5 separate regions of the Mus musculus genome follow, and all the other regions are linked to region 1. A link is a contact called in public ChIA-PET, HiChIP or PLAC-seq and promoter capture Hi-C data. All regions are on one chromosome and are shown on one strand. Each heading gives the region's core, a stretch centred on a gene start, on an enhancer-like site or on the middle of the called end of the contact. The rest is flanking DNA. Distances are from core to core; before and after follow the strand shown. Region 1 holds the start of Adgrb2 (adhesion G protein-coupled receptor B2). Region 2 holds the start of Lck (lymphocyte protein tyrosine kinase). Region 3 holds the start of Fabp3 (fatty acid binding protein 3, muscle and heart). Region 4 holds the start of Serinc2 (serine incorporator 2). Region 5 has its middle 15 kb from the start of Gm46724.

What was found. Promoter capture Hi-C pulls out the DNA fragments that hold promoters and counts their contacts. ChIA-PET counts read pairs in DNA pulled down with a chosen protein or histone mark. HiChIP or PLAC-seq counts read pairs in DNA pulled down with a chosen protein or histone mark.
Region 2: a contact with region 1 is called in an RNA polymerase II ChIA-PET map of memory CD8 T cells, with 8 read pairs. The contact joins the promoter of Lck here to the promoter of Adgrb2 in region 1. A contact is called at or near these places in 1 of 39 promoter capture datasets (pre-B cells) and 3 of 115 datasets of contacts at active chromatin or transcription factors (double positive thymocytes, memory CD8 T cells and pancreatic cancer cells).
Region 3: a contact with region 1 is called in a promoter capture Hi-C map of liver, with 4 times the contacts expected there. The contact joins the promoter of Fabp3 here to the promoter of Adgrb2 in region 1. A contact is called at or near these places in 9 of 39 promoter capture datasets (the 3T3-L1 cell line, embryonic stem cells, hippocampal neurons and 4 more) and 2 of 115 datasets of contacts at active chromatin or transcription factors (embryonic stem cells and pancreatic cancer cells).
Region 4: an H3K4me3 HiChIP or PLAC-seq map of embryonic stem cells shows a contact between it and region 1, with 13 read pairs. The contact joins the promoter of Serinc2 here to the promoter of Adgrb2 in region 1. A contact is called at or near these places in 18 of 39 promoter capture datasets (the 3T3-L1 cell line, 3T3-L1-derived adipocytes, the HPC-7 cell line and 11 more), 5 of 484 Hi-C or Micro-C datasets (the G1E-ER4 cell line, embryonic stem cells and nephron progenitors), 5 of 115 datasets of contacts at active chromatin or transcription factors (embryonic stem cells, forebrain and pancreatic cancer cells) and 2 of 9 other capture datasets (adipose tissue and embryonic stem cells).
Region 5: an H3K4me3 HiChIP or PLAC-seq map of embryonic stem cells shows a contact between it and region 1, with 4 times the contacts expected there. The contact joins the enhancer-like site here to the promoter of Adgrb2 in region 1. A contact is called at or near these places in 3 of 39 promoter capture datasets (the 3T3-L1 cell line, hematopoietic stem and progenitor cells and hippocampal neurons), 3 of 484 Hi-C or Micro-C datasets (the G1E-ER4 cell line, embryonic stem cells and nephron progenitors), 4 of 115 datasets of contacts at active chromatin or transcription factors (embryonic stem cells, forebrain and pancreatic cancer cells) and 1 of 9 other capture datasets (embryonic stem cells).

Annotation. Positions count from the first base shown.
Region 1 is chr4:129,983,521-129,986,159 of GRCm38.p6, reverse strand. It overlaps Adgrb2 (adhesion G protein-coupled receptor B2), which reads right to left and starts at 1,290. Exons shown (of 30, transcript NM_001290715.2): 1 at 853-1,290.
Region 2 is chr4:129,572,325-129,574,963 of GRCm38.p6, reverse strand. Lck (lymphocyte protein tyrosine kinase) reads left to right here and starts at 1,323. Exons shown (of 13, transcript NM_001162433.1): 1 at 1,323-1,449.
Region 3 is chr4:130,307,421-130,310,059 of GRCm38.p6, reverse strand. Fabp3 (fatty acid binding protein 3, muscle and heart) reads right to left here and starts at 1,322. Exons shown (of 4, transcript NM_010174.2): 1 at 1,210-1,322. The coding sequence starts at 1,282. It overlaps Gm10570 (a long non-coding RNA gene), which reads left to right and starts at 2,355. Exons shown (of 4, transcript XR_868203.3): 1 at 2,355-2,437; 2 at 2,576-2,639.
Region 4 is chr4:130,274,235-130,276,873 of GRCm38.p6, reverse strand. It overlaps Serinc2 (serine incorporator 2), which reads left to right and starts at 1,288. Exons shown (of 10, transcript NM_172702.3): 1 at 1,288-1,416. The coding sequence starts at 1,378. It overlaps Gm34957 (a long non-coding RNA gene), which reads right to left. Exons shown (of 2, transcript XR_376686.3): 1 at 940-2,639.
Region 5 is chr4:130,250,290-130,252,928 of GRCm38.p6, reverse strand. No RefSeq gene overlaps it. Among named protein-coding and RNA genes, the nearest start is that of Gm46724, 15 kb to the right of the region's middle. Within about 2 kb of position 1,353, at least 37 of the 459 cell types and tissues checked have an H3K27ac peak or open chromatin away from gene starts, as enhancers often do. A contact at or near this core is called in the G1E-ER4 cell line and embryonic stem cells, where this site is marked.

The DNA of each region.
Region 1 (2,639 bases), core at 41-2,540:
TGGCCGCCAACTTCACAGCCTCCAGTCCCCCAAATCATGCCAGCCCCCGGGGGTGCAGGAGAGTGCGTCTGGTGCCTGGCTCTGAGACCGGTGGTGGGAGGATAAGGATGCGGGGGGAGGGAGGCGGGTGTCCGGCCAAAGACGAACGCGGGAGTCGGATGCGGGTTCGATGGAGATCACGGCCTGGGGAAAGGGGCTTGGAGGAGCAAGGGGGACACGGCCCCAATTCCAGGCTGAGGGGGAGGGGACTTGCATCAGAGATTGGAAAGGGAAGGCGGGACTCTGGGCAGATATGGGGGAAGGGGCACTCGGGGCAGAAATAGAGGGGAAGCATGGTCGCCGTGCAGGCGCGGGGGAGGGCACTAGCAGACACAGTTGGGGACCGAAACGACTCCGGGCAGAGTGGAGGAGAGGTCCAGAGTCCCGCGGCCAGACTAGGAGGGGAGATGGGGGAGGGGGGAGGACAGTCGAGCTGCAGGTTGGAGAGGGGGTTCAAATCAAGACCGGGGGCGCACTGCTGGGATCTTGGCCGAGACAGGGCAAGACTCGCGACAGCGGTGTGGCAGTCTGGGTCAAGATTCTAAAGGTGGGGGACTTTGACACAGACGGCAAGGGGTCGGTCCAGGCTGGGGGAGGGGGTAGCAAAGGGGTTCGCGGGAGACTAAGGGGGCTTCGGCCCGGGCCTCGGGAGTCCCTCTTAAGACGGGGGTTGGGTGAGCGCTGGACAGACTCTGTTCTGGCCGGAGGAGAATTAAGCAAGACCGGCTCACGGAGCACCCTGAGTGCGGGCACTCGGGACTGCGCGCGAGGGTTCAGTGCGGGGCCGGCCGGGGTCTGGGGCCGAGCACTCACCTGGGCGCCGTCAGCAGCAGGAGCGGGGGCCGGCGCTAGTGGAGGCGGCCGCGGGGCGCAAGTTTGCCATCCCTAAGGCGGGGGCCGGGCTGGGCGCAGGGCAGCTCGCCGCAGCCGCGCCGAGGCCCGAGGCTCCCGCTCCGCCGAGCGGCGGGTGCAGAGCAAGCACCGCGGAGCTGCACGGGGCGGGCGGGCGGGCGCCGGGCCGGGCGCGGGCTCCTGCCGCCGCCGCCGCCTCCTCGCCGCGCCGCCCCCCGCTCCCCGCCCCGAGCACCGCCCGCGCCGCGCGCCGCCTCCTATTCGCGGGTGGCGGCCGCAGCCCCAGCCTCTGATCGCCGGTGCCGCATCCTCCTCTCTGCCTCCCAGCGCCGCCGCTGCCACCGAACCGGATTCCTCCGGCCGCTCCGGCCGCTGCCCGCAGCGCGCGCCGGGCCGAGTGACGGCCGAGGCGGGACGCGGCGCCTGCGCGGGCCGGGCCCGGGAGGGGGCGCGCGCCGGGCCGGGCGCGAGGAGCCGCGGGAGAAGGGGCGGGGGGGCGGGGGCGACGCGCGCCGCCTCCTGTTAAAGGGGGAGCAGCGCCAGCCGAGCCAAGCGCGCCCTCCCCCTCCCCACCCTGGGCCCCAGGCGCCGGCGCGGGAGAAGCCCAGGGTAAGCCCCCACCCTGCCTGTGACCGCCTGGACTGCAGAGTGAGCCTCCCGGTGATACCCCTCCAGCGAAACCCCAGACTAGTGGCGTCTAGCGCAGCCAGGGTCTCCCGAGCTGTGGAGGCTAAAGCGTTTTCTCCCCCCTCCCCATTATGCAGTGCATATTGCATTGCGTGTCCCTGTGCATGCAGGTGACACTCGGTGCACTGAACTTTATATATGCATACAGGTGCCCTGCGTGTGCACTGCAATATTGCCTGGCTGGGTGCATGCAAATGCTGCACATATGCATTGACATGCGCTCAGGTCCTGAATGCATGCTGCTTTTTCCATGTGCCTTAAGAATTATATGTAGAAGCTCACAGGTGCCACATGTGTGTAGCATGCTATGGGTATAGAAGCAACACACATACCCCCGCAGCGTGGCATGTTTACTGCATATTCTGGTGTTCATCGCTGTGATATTGTATGTCCCTAGGCACGGGGATGCTACACGTGTGCAGTATGTTACATGTTTTCCCAAGTCTCTTCTCCCACAAGTGCCTTTCTCTGTGCCAGGGGCGCCCCCATGTTGCATCTGTTTGTGTAGAAGCCACAGAGATGCACAGACCCACCCCATCCTGGCACTGTGCCGAGGAACAGTTGGGTGGAGCCTAAGCCCACACGGCTCAGGCGGTACCCGGAGAGATGTCCATGGCTCAGGGCTCTGGTCAGGCTGTTTGTGGCCTGGGCATGTTGCCATCAGGAAGGTGGGCCGACTGGGGACACACCACAGCAGCCAAAACAAGTAGGTTAATCCGATGACTCTGGGCAGAGAAGCCAGCAGGGGGCAGCTTTGCAACGAGGGTGGAATGACTTTGGGACATACTTGGGAAGGTTCACACACGTGGAGGGACCAGTCCTGTAAGGACAAGGTGGTCCACGGCCCATTCATTGCTAACTTCCCCTCCCCCGCCCCCACCATAACTCGACTTTTGTCGCCTACAGGCTGTGGCAAGATGAGAAAAGCCCACCTCTTCCCAGAGGAGTTACCAAAAAGAGGCAGAGAACTTCTCCTGTCTCTTCCCTCTGTCCCTCCCCCCTAAAGCTGTCCTGGTGACATTTGTTGTGAGTGATTGGGAGAGATTATCGACTTTAATGGA
Region 2 (2,639 bases), core at 74-2,573, 410 kb after region 1:
ACTATCTATCTATCTATCGATCTATCTATCTATCTATCTATCTATCTTCTATCTGTCTCTATCATCTATGTATCTATCTATGTATCTCTGTATGTATCTATGTTTGTATGTATCTATCTACCTATGTATCTATGTATCTATCTATGTATCTATGTATCTATCTCTATCATCTATGTATCTATGTATCTCTGTATGCATATATGTGTGTATGTATGTATGTGTGTATGTATGTATGTGTGTATGTGTGTATGTATGTATGTATGTGTGTATCTACCTATCTATCCATCTACCTATCATCTATCTATCTATCTATCTATCTATCTATCTATCTATCTATCTATCTATCTATCGAAACAGGGTCTCTTTATGTAGCTCTGGCTGTCCTGGAACTTACTGCATAAGTTAGTCTGGCCTGAAACTTGCAGAGATCTGCCAGCCTCTGCCTCCGGAATGCTGGGATTAAAGCCTTATGCCACCATGCCCCAGCCTGTCACTAGGGCCTTAAGACATGAGGTTTTCTTGTCTTCCTCCTGAAACAGACTGTCAACAGTCGATCCTTAGGCACAGGATGACATGGATACGGCTCTGCCAGTGAATGTGGCTGCTGTTTTTACTATAGTACATATAACCTTGTCACCAACTATCTAACAGAGATAGATGCTGTCCAGGTTCAACTCTGAACAAGAGATGCCTTTGGCTGTCCGGCTAAATTAAAGGCCACCCAGTTCTTACATAGCACGGCTGGAGTTGAGTGCAGCGCCATTTCCTTCCCTGTGAGCTAAACTGTAGCTGCTGTGTTCTGCTCACGGGGGCAAAGGCTCTCTTCTCTTACCCAGGAGTATCTTGGAGGGTAGGAGGAGTGCTCCATCAAACAGCCTTCCCCACCATGTTTAGTGACCTTCAAGGGGAGGAAGAGGCAAGTGAATCTCTGTGAGTTCAAGGCAACATAGCAAATTCCATAACAGTCAGGGCAACACGGTGAGTCCCTGCGTTAAAAAAAAATCCTCTCATTGGTTGATGACGACGACGACGATGATGATGATGATTGGACTTGAGGGGTCTAGGCTGGTCTGGAACTCTGTATGTAGCCATTCCTGTCTTCACCTCCAGAACGCTGGGAATATGGACCTATGCCATCACACACAGCCTTCCTCCCTAAGTGCCTCCCTCAGTATGAGTAGAAGCTGGCCTAGAGATGTATGGGACCCAAGAGGCTGAGGGGGTCTAGGTCTATGGCAGCAGGAAGCCTGAGGTGCTGGAGGCTTGTGGTTGGGTTGCTGGGGCTGGGTTGGCTGCAGAGCCCTCAGGAGACAGGAAGTCAGGGTGGAACGTGGGCGCGAGGAGACAGGTGGTGACTACGACGGCGAGGGGAGCTGACACCGGGTCCAGGCAGCCAAGCCAGGCTAGGAGCATCATGTGAATAGGCCAGAAGGCTCCCAGGCTGGGCAGGTAAGGGGTACTGGGAACAACAGTGTAGAAGGGGGCAATGGTGGGAACCAGACAGCAGAACACTGCGTCTGTGGAGGCCTAGGCTCCTTAGGTGTACAGAAACCTTTCAGAAATGCCTTCCTGGAGGTTGTCTGAGCTGGTGGCTCTTGCCTCTGCCATCTGCTGTCCATCATTTCCCACCTTAGGAGGAGCACACTCCTGGGAGAGCCAGCACATGATGTCAAGTGTTAAGAAGGCCACCAGCAGCCACCTGTCCAGTTCCTTGAGCTCAGAGGATGAGGTTTCTGAGGTCCAAAGGTGGCTGTGACCCTGTCTTAACCCATACCTCCTCACGATGGTCCGCGGCAAAGCAGGACCTTGCGTGGGGGTGTAGGCTTGACCTGGGCTCCTTCTATGCCTGTGGCACACAGGGTGATGAGATGGACCGTCCTGAGGGCAGGGCCCCAGGAATCAGTCCCCAGGTCCCTAAGGCAGACCCAAGTGGCAGAAACAGATGAAAGAGTAACCCATGGGATCCAGGTGGACATATGAGAATCGACGGCAGCCTTAGCAACCAGCATCCTGAAACACAGAGGAGTCAGTAAGGAAGCAGATAGATATGTGTAGGGCGTTTATCCAGAATGGATGTGTGTTCCCCGGGGAAGTTGGTAGTGAACGAGATGGGAGAAGGGAAGAGGAAAGACTATTTTTATCCTGAACTGGGTATAGCTGGAGCAGGGCAAGAACTTCTGAACTTCCCTCTGGAAAGTCACCGCTCCTGTCCTGCCAAGTGTCAGGACAGGATGTTCTTGCCTTTGCCCTTGTCCCCATCCTGTCTTAACTCAGCTGTATTTGTGTGTTCATGTCGGCCTTCATGATTCTTCCTTCAGACCCTAAAGGATAGAGGCCCAGAATCTTGTCACCAGCCACCACCCATTCGTTCAGTCAAACTCTAAACTCTGGAGGACGGTCTCTTCCTCCACTGACTGTCCAGGTTTCCCTTGCCTCACCGTAGATGTTTATGTCACAGATTTTCCATCTTGTCAGCATATGCTGGCCTCTTCCAAGACCTTGCCTCCTTACAGGGGCAGGAAACACACTGGCTCTTCCGGTGTTTCATCTGTCCTTGAACTGCAGTCCTCTAGGCTGGCCCTGTGCTGACTGGGAGAGGAATCCAACAGGGTTGCTTGTTCTTGGAGCTCAGGATGGTG
Region 3 (2,639 bases), core at 73-2,572, 320 kb before region 1:
GGGTTCTCAACTATTTGGAAGGCCGAGATGGCAGGTTACAAGATCAAAGCCAACCTGGGGAAGTTAGTGAGAACCTGTTACACAGAGTAAAAAGAGGGTGTGTGTGTGTGTGTGTGTGAGTGGGGAGTATAACTCAGCAGTAGGGGGCATGCACAAGGCTCTAGTTCAGTCTTCAAAAAGAAATCCTGGGCTTTCCTATGAGGCGATGAGCTCATGTGTCCCAAGCTGTCTTCCTATTAAGTAAATCATGGGACTCTTCCTTTCTTTTTTTTTTCAAGACATGGTTTCTCTGTGTAGTCCTGGCTGTCCTGGAATTCTCTCTGTATAGACCAGGCCTAGAACTCGGGAGATTCACCTGCCTCTGCTTCCCAGAGTGCTGGTTAAAGGCGTTGTGTCACCGCCCACACCACACAATTTCCCCAGCCCCAAGCCACACTCTCCCTTCATAGCTCTTCACCTTTCTTCTGACACCCTCTGCTCGATCCCAGGCTTTCTTCACCCTATCCCCAGCACTGATCCGGTGGCCGACTGGTGCGGCCGGGAAGCCTATGTGTAGTGGTCGTCTTGCCCTGCTCTAGCAGCAGCGTCTCCGACTGATCCCAGGGGTGGCTGCACACACTGTAGGTGAAGGTCAGGCTGGTGAGAACCAGGGCATCTTCCAGAGAGAGGCCTCTTCACTACCCCAACATGGAGGGGTAGGGCTTGTTGCTGACTGCCTGGCTGTATCTTCACCTCTTCCCAGATGGAATTCACTGATTTTCTTTAGTCTTCCTCCAGGCTCTGTACACTCCTATCTGCTCTATTCCCTTTCGGAATTCAATTTCTGGACCACCATGCTCCTCTTTGCCTTCTCCTGCGGCCAGCCTCCCGCCCTTCTTTCCCTCCCCTTTCCACCTCCGGATCACCTACACTGCTTCCTAGAAAGCCTCCCATCCCGGACCTCTGCGGCCACAGCTGCCTCTACCCTTCCCCTCCAGCTACGAGGCTCGCCAAGCTTGGACCGCGACACCCCCCTCCCAGGAGGCCGGGGTGGGGTGGGGTGGAGTGGAGTGGCTTCAGCCCAGGCCACCCTCCGCACCTCAGTATTCCCTGTCTGGACTGGCTAGGAGCTTGCGGGAGGCACATGGGGGCACTCCCCCTGGGAGCTCAGCGCCAAGACCGCCTTGCCGGCCCTCCTGACCCTAGATCCTGCGCCGTTCGTTCGCTCACCGAGTGACTTCATGTAGTCATCAAAATTCTTGCTGTCCACTAGCTTCCAGGTACCGACAAAGGCGTCCGCCATGGTGCGATGAGTGAGGAGGCGAGCAGGCACTGAGAACCGCAGCTCCCGGCTGGACAGCCTCTTTAAATAGCCCTCGCATCACATGATGAAAGTGGCCCACACCCCTCGCTCCCGAAATAGGAAGCCGGGGCTTGCACTCCCGCAAAGGGCTGGGGCCCATCCCCCACAGCCCTCCCGTCGCCTACGTCAGCGGCGCCCGCGGTCCTGTTGGTGCCATCTAACCCATCCCTGGCCTGGCTGCGGGGCGCTTCCCGCAACCCAAGTAGAGCATCCCCCGGCCATACTGAAAGGAAACTCGCCCTTGAGCTGGTGCCACGCTGGAGAAACGCCGCTTGATCCTTCTGCCGCCTTGTTTTTTAATTCGCTGTGGTTTTATTCTTATATTGTGTATGCTCGTGTAGGCGTACTTATGGGGAAGGGGTGGGAGACTGGGGCGTTCGTTGTAACTCGCGGGAGTCCCTTCTCTGCTTCCACCGTGTGGGTCCCACGTATCAAACTGGGGTTGTCAAGGCTTGACAGCAAGGGCCTTTACCCAAAAACCCATCTCAACGGTCCTATGTCCTCTTCTTGTAGAAGAGGCTCAGAGGCTCGGAGAGGAATGACGCGGTCGCCGTAAGTAAAAAAGAATTGGAGCCTGGACAGAGAGCATGGTCTAGTGGCCTTTGAGCCCTCTTGCTCCTACCAGACAAGTGGAAAAGAGTTGCCTTGGACACCGCGGATGGCTGAGCTGCCCAGCGCCTCACCTGCTGGCGGAGAACGTGACCTTGCTTCCCTCATGCTAGCCCCACACGTGCTAGCCCCTCCCTGCGGAATGTCTCCCGCCTGCGCCTTTCTCCGCAGTCCCACCCGTCGCCGCTGCCTGAAAGCGCTTCAGGCTTTATTTACTGACCTCTGAGCTTGTGCCAGGGTCGTTCTTCACTCCGCGAAGACAATTTGTCTATTCAGAGGGTTCTTCCGGCCTCGGCCACCTTAACTCCCGGAAAGCCGCGACCCTCTGCTGAAGTCAGTTTTTTCCCCTGACTTCTGCCACTAGACTGCTTGTCACCTTAAAGTACGTTATTAAATAAGACCCGACTATTGATGGTTGTAGCCTACTTCAGGGCATGGTCACACTCAACTTTTTCGTTGGTAGGTGGTATCATCCCCTTTTTACAGGTGAGTAAGGGAACCTCAGTGGAGCCTATTCCTTAGTTCAGCAGTTTCTGTTTAATTATTACCAAGTCAGCATCTCAATGTGTAGCAGGGGTTGACCTTGAACTAAAGATTCTCCTGCCTCTGTCTCCTGGGTTACAGCTGTGTGCCGCTGCTCTGGCTTGAGCCAACAGTTAATACGGCACCTGCACCTGGAGGCAAGAGA
Region 4 (2,639 bases), core at 39-2,538, 290 kb before region 1:
ATTACAGAACTCTGCTGCTGCGCCTCACACCCGATCCTGGGGATGACCTGCCAGGATGCCCTCTCACCCAGTGACCTCCTTAGCTAGGAGGTCATGGCTGTACACAGATAGGGAGTGAGGAGTGCTGAACAGAGTGTGTGTGTGTGTGTCTCTGTATGTGTCTCTCTCTGTGTGTATGTGTCTCTTTCTGTGTGTATGTCTATCTGCCTCTGTCTCTGTCTCTCTGTGTGCAGTGCTGAGCAGTGAGTGTGTGTGCCTGTGTGTATCTCTGTCTGTCTGTCTGTCTCTCTTATGTGTATATGTGTGTGTGTGGAGTGCTGAGCAGTGTGTGTGTGTGTGTGTGTGTGTGTGTGTATTTGTCTCTCTCTCTCTGTATATCTATCTGTGTTTCTCTCTCTCTCTCTCTCTCTCTCTCTCTCTCTCTCTCTCTCTCTCGTGTGTGTGTGTGTGTGTGTGTGTGTGTGTGTGTGTGTGTGATCCAAGACAGGTCCAGAGTTTGAAGACAAGGTGGATGGAGAGGAGAGGGTCTAAACAAGTACGAATCTGGGGCCTTAACAGGGATGGGAATGACACAGGCTTTTATTCATGGAGCAGTTGCTGTGTGTTCTAACAGCCCCATGAGGTTAGCACCTTTAGTTTCAATAGGGGAAACTGAGACTCAGAGAAGCAAAGTAGCCTCCCTTATCCTCCCTCTGTCTGTCCTTCTCTTCTTTCTTTCCGTAGGCAGGATCCCATGTAACCCAGGCTGACCTAGATCTGGCTATGCAGCCAAAGATAATTTTGAATTTGTGATTCCTGCCTCCTGAGTGCTGGGTTACAGGCGAGAGCCACCATGCCCAGTTTTATGTGGATCAAACCTAGGACTTCATGAATTCTCTGGAAACACTCTACCGACTCAGCTACATTACCATCCCCCCACCCCCTTGCCTAGTAATTTACCATTGAGCACCCATAGATTGGGCCGAGGTTTTCCGCCAAGATCCAAGGGCATCAGGGAAGACCACCTCTTACTTCCTCTAACAATGACAGTATTTGGGGTCGGTCACACAATGGCTCCTATGAAGTTCAAATCCAGATGTATTTCCAAATCCTCGCTTTGGTTCAGCAGACAATCCTAGCTCAGAGTTGAGTTGGGCTGTGCCCCTGTCGTTGCTGGACTTTCCCCATCTCAACCTCTTTAGGAAATGTCTGGCGCCAGTACCTGTCCCAGGTGAGTCCTAGGAGGCCCCGAGCGTCGCCGGAAAGTGACGAGCGGCTTCGGCAGGTGGGGCGGGGCTGGGGCGGGGATGGGTTTGGGGTGGGGCCAGCCAAGCGCCTGGAGTCCCACCGGATCCGGGATCCGAGGCCGGTGCCCCGAGCCCCGCGCCCCTCACCGCCATGGGGGCCTGTCTCGGGGCCTGCTCCCTGCTCAGCTGCGTGAGTGCCCACCTCGTCCCTGCCGCGGCCCCGCTCACTTTTTCTCTACCTTCTTCCTCCAAGTACTTTCTTCTTTTTGCTTCCTCCAAACTTGCCTTTCAGAGGCCCCACCGATGCCCTTCTTATCCTCATCCCCCAGCTGCTCCGCTTCGGCCGCGGTGCGCTGGACAGCTGGTGTCGCGGCTCGGGTGACCGCGGGGGAGGGGTGGGGCGCGGCCGGGCGCCTTTGGCGCCGTCACTCCGAGAACCGGGATACTGAGGCCGGCAGCGGGTGCGGGGAGCCCCGCGGCCATTGCGCGCTCCCCAGCTCAGAGCACCCCCAGGTTGCGTGGCGCGTCTCTCTCCAGGGCGCGGGACTCTTTGTGTAACTGGTAGGGTCCCGGCCCCGCTGAGCTTACTGTCTTTCTGGCAGAGCGTCTGTCATTCTGTCTGCCCCTGTCGCCTGGCTTAGTCTGTTCTTTTGTGTTTGTCCCGTTCACTTCTCTAGGATTCGGGCACTGTCTGTCTGTCTGAACGTCGTCGTAACCAGCTCCGTCTGCATCCTCTTTCGGCGCGCAGTCTGGCCCGCTCACTCTAGGGCACCCCCCCTGCAAGCGCTGGACCCTTTCCCTCCAGCTCGAGCTGGAAAGGAGATGGGGGTTGGGTAAGAAGGGTGGGCAGGAGCCCCCCCCCCCCCATCCCGCTCTTGAGCGAGGTTGGTGTCGGTTGTCACTGACTACCTGTGCCAAACTTTGGATTTGGAAAGATCCAGAAATTGAGGGAGGTTGCGTGTGTCCACCTGGTCGCCACTGTTGGGGACCAGGCGGGAGGCCAGCTCTGTTTTGGGGCAGCAACCAGCACAGGGGAGGGGACCCGGCCGGCCATAACCGGCCGGGAGGCCCCCACTTCCCCAGCCCCCTTTCTTTTCCTTCTTCCCCTCATTAAATCTGAGGCTCTTTCAGACAGCTCCCTCCCCTTCTGGCCCCACACAAAGAGGGGCGGAGAGGGCTCCCGCGGCTGGCTGCTGTAGGAAGGTTCGTTCAGGACTTGCATCCTTTGTCCCTGATTTGTGTGCGTGTTAGGAGCGGGTGCCCAGGAGAGAGCTGCGCATCTAGAGGTTTTCTTTGTAGCCATTTTCTGAGAGTGAGCTCAGTCTGGGGAGGCAGTGGCGTGGGTCCCTGGACACAGCTCTTGTCCTCTCTTGGGCCTCTCTTTCCACTGAAGTGGGGGGGGGGGGGAGAGGG
Region 5 (2,639 bases), core at 104-2,603, 270 kb before region 1:
CTTGTGTGGGTGTGGCCTGAAAGTCTGTTTGGGTGCTTCTATAGTCTTGCCCAGGACACAACCATCTCCTAGGTACCACCAGGGTTTCGGGGAGTATAGGGATTCAAATAGACACCCTGAAAACAGAGCAGGAAGCGTTGGGCTGAGAGGACATTTGCTGAGGTACACAAGGCCATGGAAGAGGAGCTCAAGGGCAAGTACAAACTGGAGTGCAGACAGCATGCGGGGTCAGAGGAAATCAAGGAGATAGGTGTGGGCGGGATGGTACAGTCTCCCTCAGGGGATGTGGGGAGACTAGACAGAGGGGAACTACTGGGGTACTGAGCTGGCAGAAGGCCTAAAGCTGTGAGCTGATGCTGGGATGTTCCCCATGACTACAGCTGAGTGGTAGAGTCACATAGTATTTTAGACAGATTTCCCTGGGTGAGGTGGGGCGCATAAAGGCTGGACTTCGTGAAGCTGAGGAAGGCTCTCACTAGGGATGGGTCTGGAGGATGTGCTTGCCCCGCCCCCTGCCCCCCCAACCCCCGCCCCCCGAGATCCTCTGAGTGAGGTTGTCAGAGCACCATGCATTGCTATTCTTTCCTTGTTTCTCCTTCAGGAGAAAAGAAATGCCCAGGGTGTCCTCGTGGCCTGTGTATTTGTAGAGGTGGTTGATTTGCCAGATGTGGTGGTGCACAGCTTTAATCTCACCACTTGTCCGGGAGGCAGAGGTAGGTTTATAAACTGAGTTCCAGGACAGCCAGGGTTACACAGAGAAACCCAAAACAAAAACAAAAAGAAAACAAAAAAACAAAAAAACAAAAAACCTTCCCTCAACAACACCCCCCAAAAAAAGAAAAAGTGGTTGTGGTTGTAAGCTTGTTACAGTCTCAGATCATTCAGTCAGCAATGCACTCACCACGTGCCAGGGGCTGGGCCGGGCCTTGCTGGTGGTATGGGGGAGGGGCAGAGCAAAGAGCCACTATTCTAAGTAGGTGAAGGACTTTCCCCTTGTCTCCTTGGTGTCACACTCATTAGCCTAGAGGTAGGGTTGTCACCACCCACCAGGGCAGGGAACCTGTTTAGCTGTCCCCTCTCCCGCTACCCAGTGACCTGACTTCCACCCACAGGGAACCTGTTTAGCTGTCCCCTCTCCTGCTACCCAGTGACCTGACTTTCACCCACCCTCCCATCTGTTCCTGGCTCCTCAGTTCTTCCTTCCCACCACACATACCCTCTCTTCCTCGTAGACCTGTCACTATCCCTTTCTGGTCACTTCCCCTCTTTGGGAAGAGAAGCTCTGTTGCCTGCAAGCCCCTGATAGGGTGTGCTTCCTTACTGCACTGGGACTGAGAAAAGAGCTGTCCTTGAGTCTGAGGAACTACAACGTCCTGTCCCCAGGCCACTGTCCTTCAGCCCCACCTGCAGTTTAGGTTGCAGAGTGACAAGGGGGTTGGGGGGCAGGGTGAATGCAAAGCTGGTCGATGACATCTGAAACAGACAGTGCTTGGAGTGCTCTGGGCTTGGCTAGTTCTGTCTGCCTTGATGTGTCATTGTGTGTTATTACCCTCTCGGGACCTCACCTGGATTTTTCATGACCGCGGCCACAGTAGCTTTCTTGTAAGCCATAAAGTGCTTTGCACTCAGTACTTACACAGCAGACAGTCTCGGCCCTTGTGGTAGTTTGAATATGCTCAGCCCAGGAAGTGGCACTATTAGGAGGTGTGGCCTTGTTGGAGGAGGTGTGGCCTTGTTGGGGTGGGTGTGGCCTTATTGGAGGAAGTGTATCATTGTGGGGGTGGGCAATGAGGCCCCCCTCCTAGCTGTCCAATAATGGACTGAACCTCTGAAAACGTAAGCCAGCCCCAATTAAATGTTTTTCTTTATGAGTTGCCTTGGCCGTGGTGTGTCTTCACAGCAATGGAAACCCTAACTGTATCAGCCCCTTCTCCCTTTGCTGCCTGGCCACTTTGCAGCCTCTCTGAGCTAATCGGATATAGGAGAAAATGCTGACTGTGTTTGCCTTTCTGTTATAAGGTCCTGCTCTGCCTTTTAACTCAAAGCAGTGTGTGGAGCTACAGCAACCTTCTTGGGATGATTAGAACAACAAACCCGTGGATGGAAATCTGCCTAGGAGACATGGAAGAGTTTGGGTCCCTGATGTCTGTGGGAGCTCTGCTATGCCTGGTCCGGATGTCACTGAGATGGGGAAAGCCAACCCCAGTATATCTGAGTCCCATTACTGTGCCTAATGGGACAGCAGTGCAGCTGAATGCGTGGCTAACTGTCTTAGTTACTGTTCTGCTGCTGTGAGGAGACAGCATGGCCAAGGCTTACAAAAGAAAGCATCTAGCCGAGGGTTTGTATAGGTTTAGAAGGTTCCGGAGTTTGGGGGGATCACGGCAGGAAGCAGGCAGGTGTGGCACTGGAGCAGAAGCTGAGAGCTTTACTTTCTGACCCTCGAGCAGCAGCTGAAGAGAAGATAGACAAACAGACAGACAGACAGAGACAGAGAGACAGACAGACACATACACACAGAGACAGACACACAGACACACAGAGACAGACAGACAGAGAGAGAGAGAGACAGAGACACACAGAGACAGAGACAGGCAGACAGACAGGCAAAGAGACACACACACAGAAATAGAGAGAGA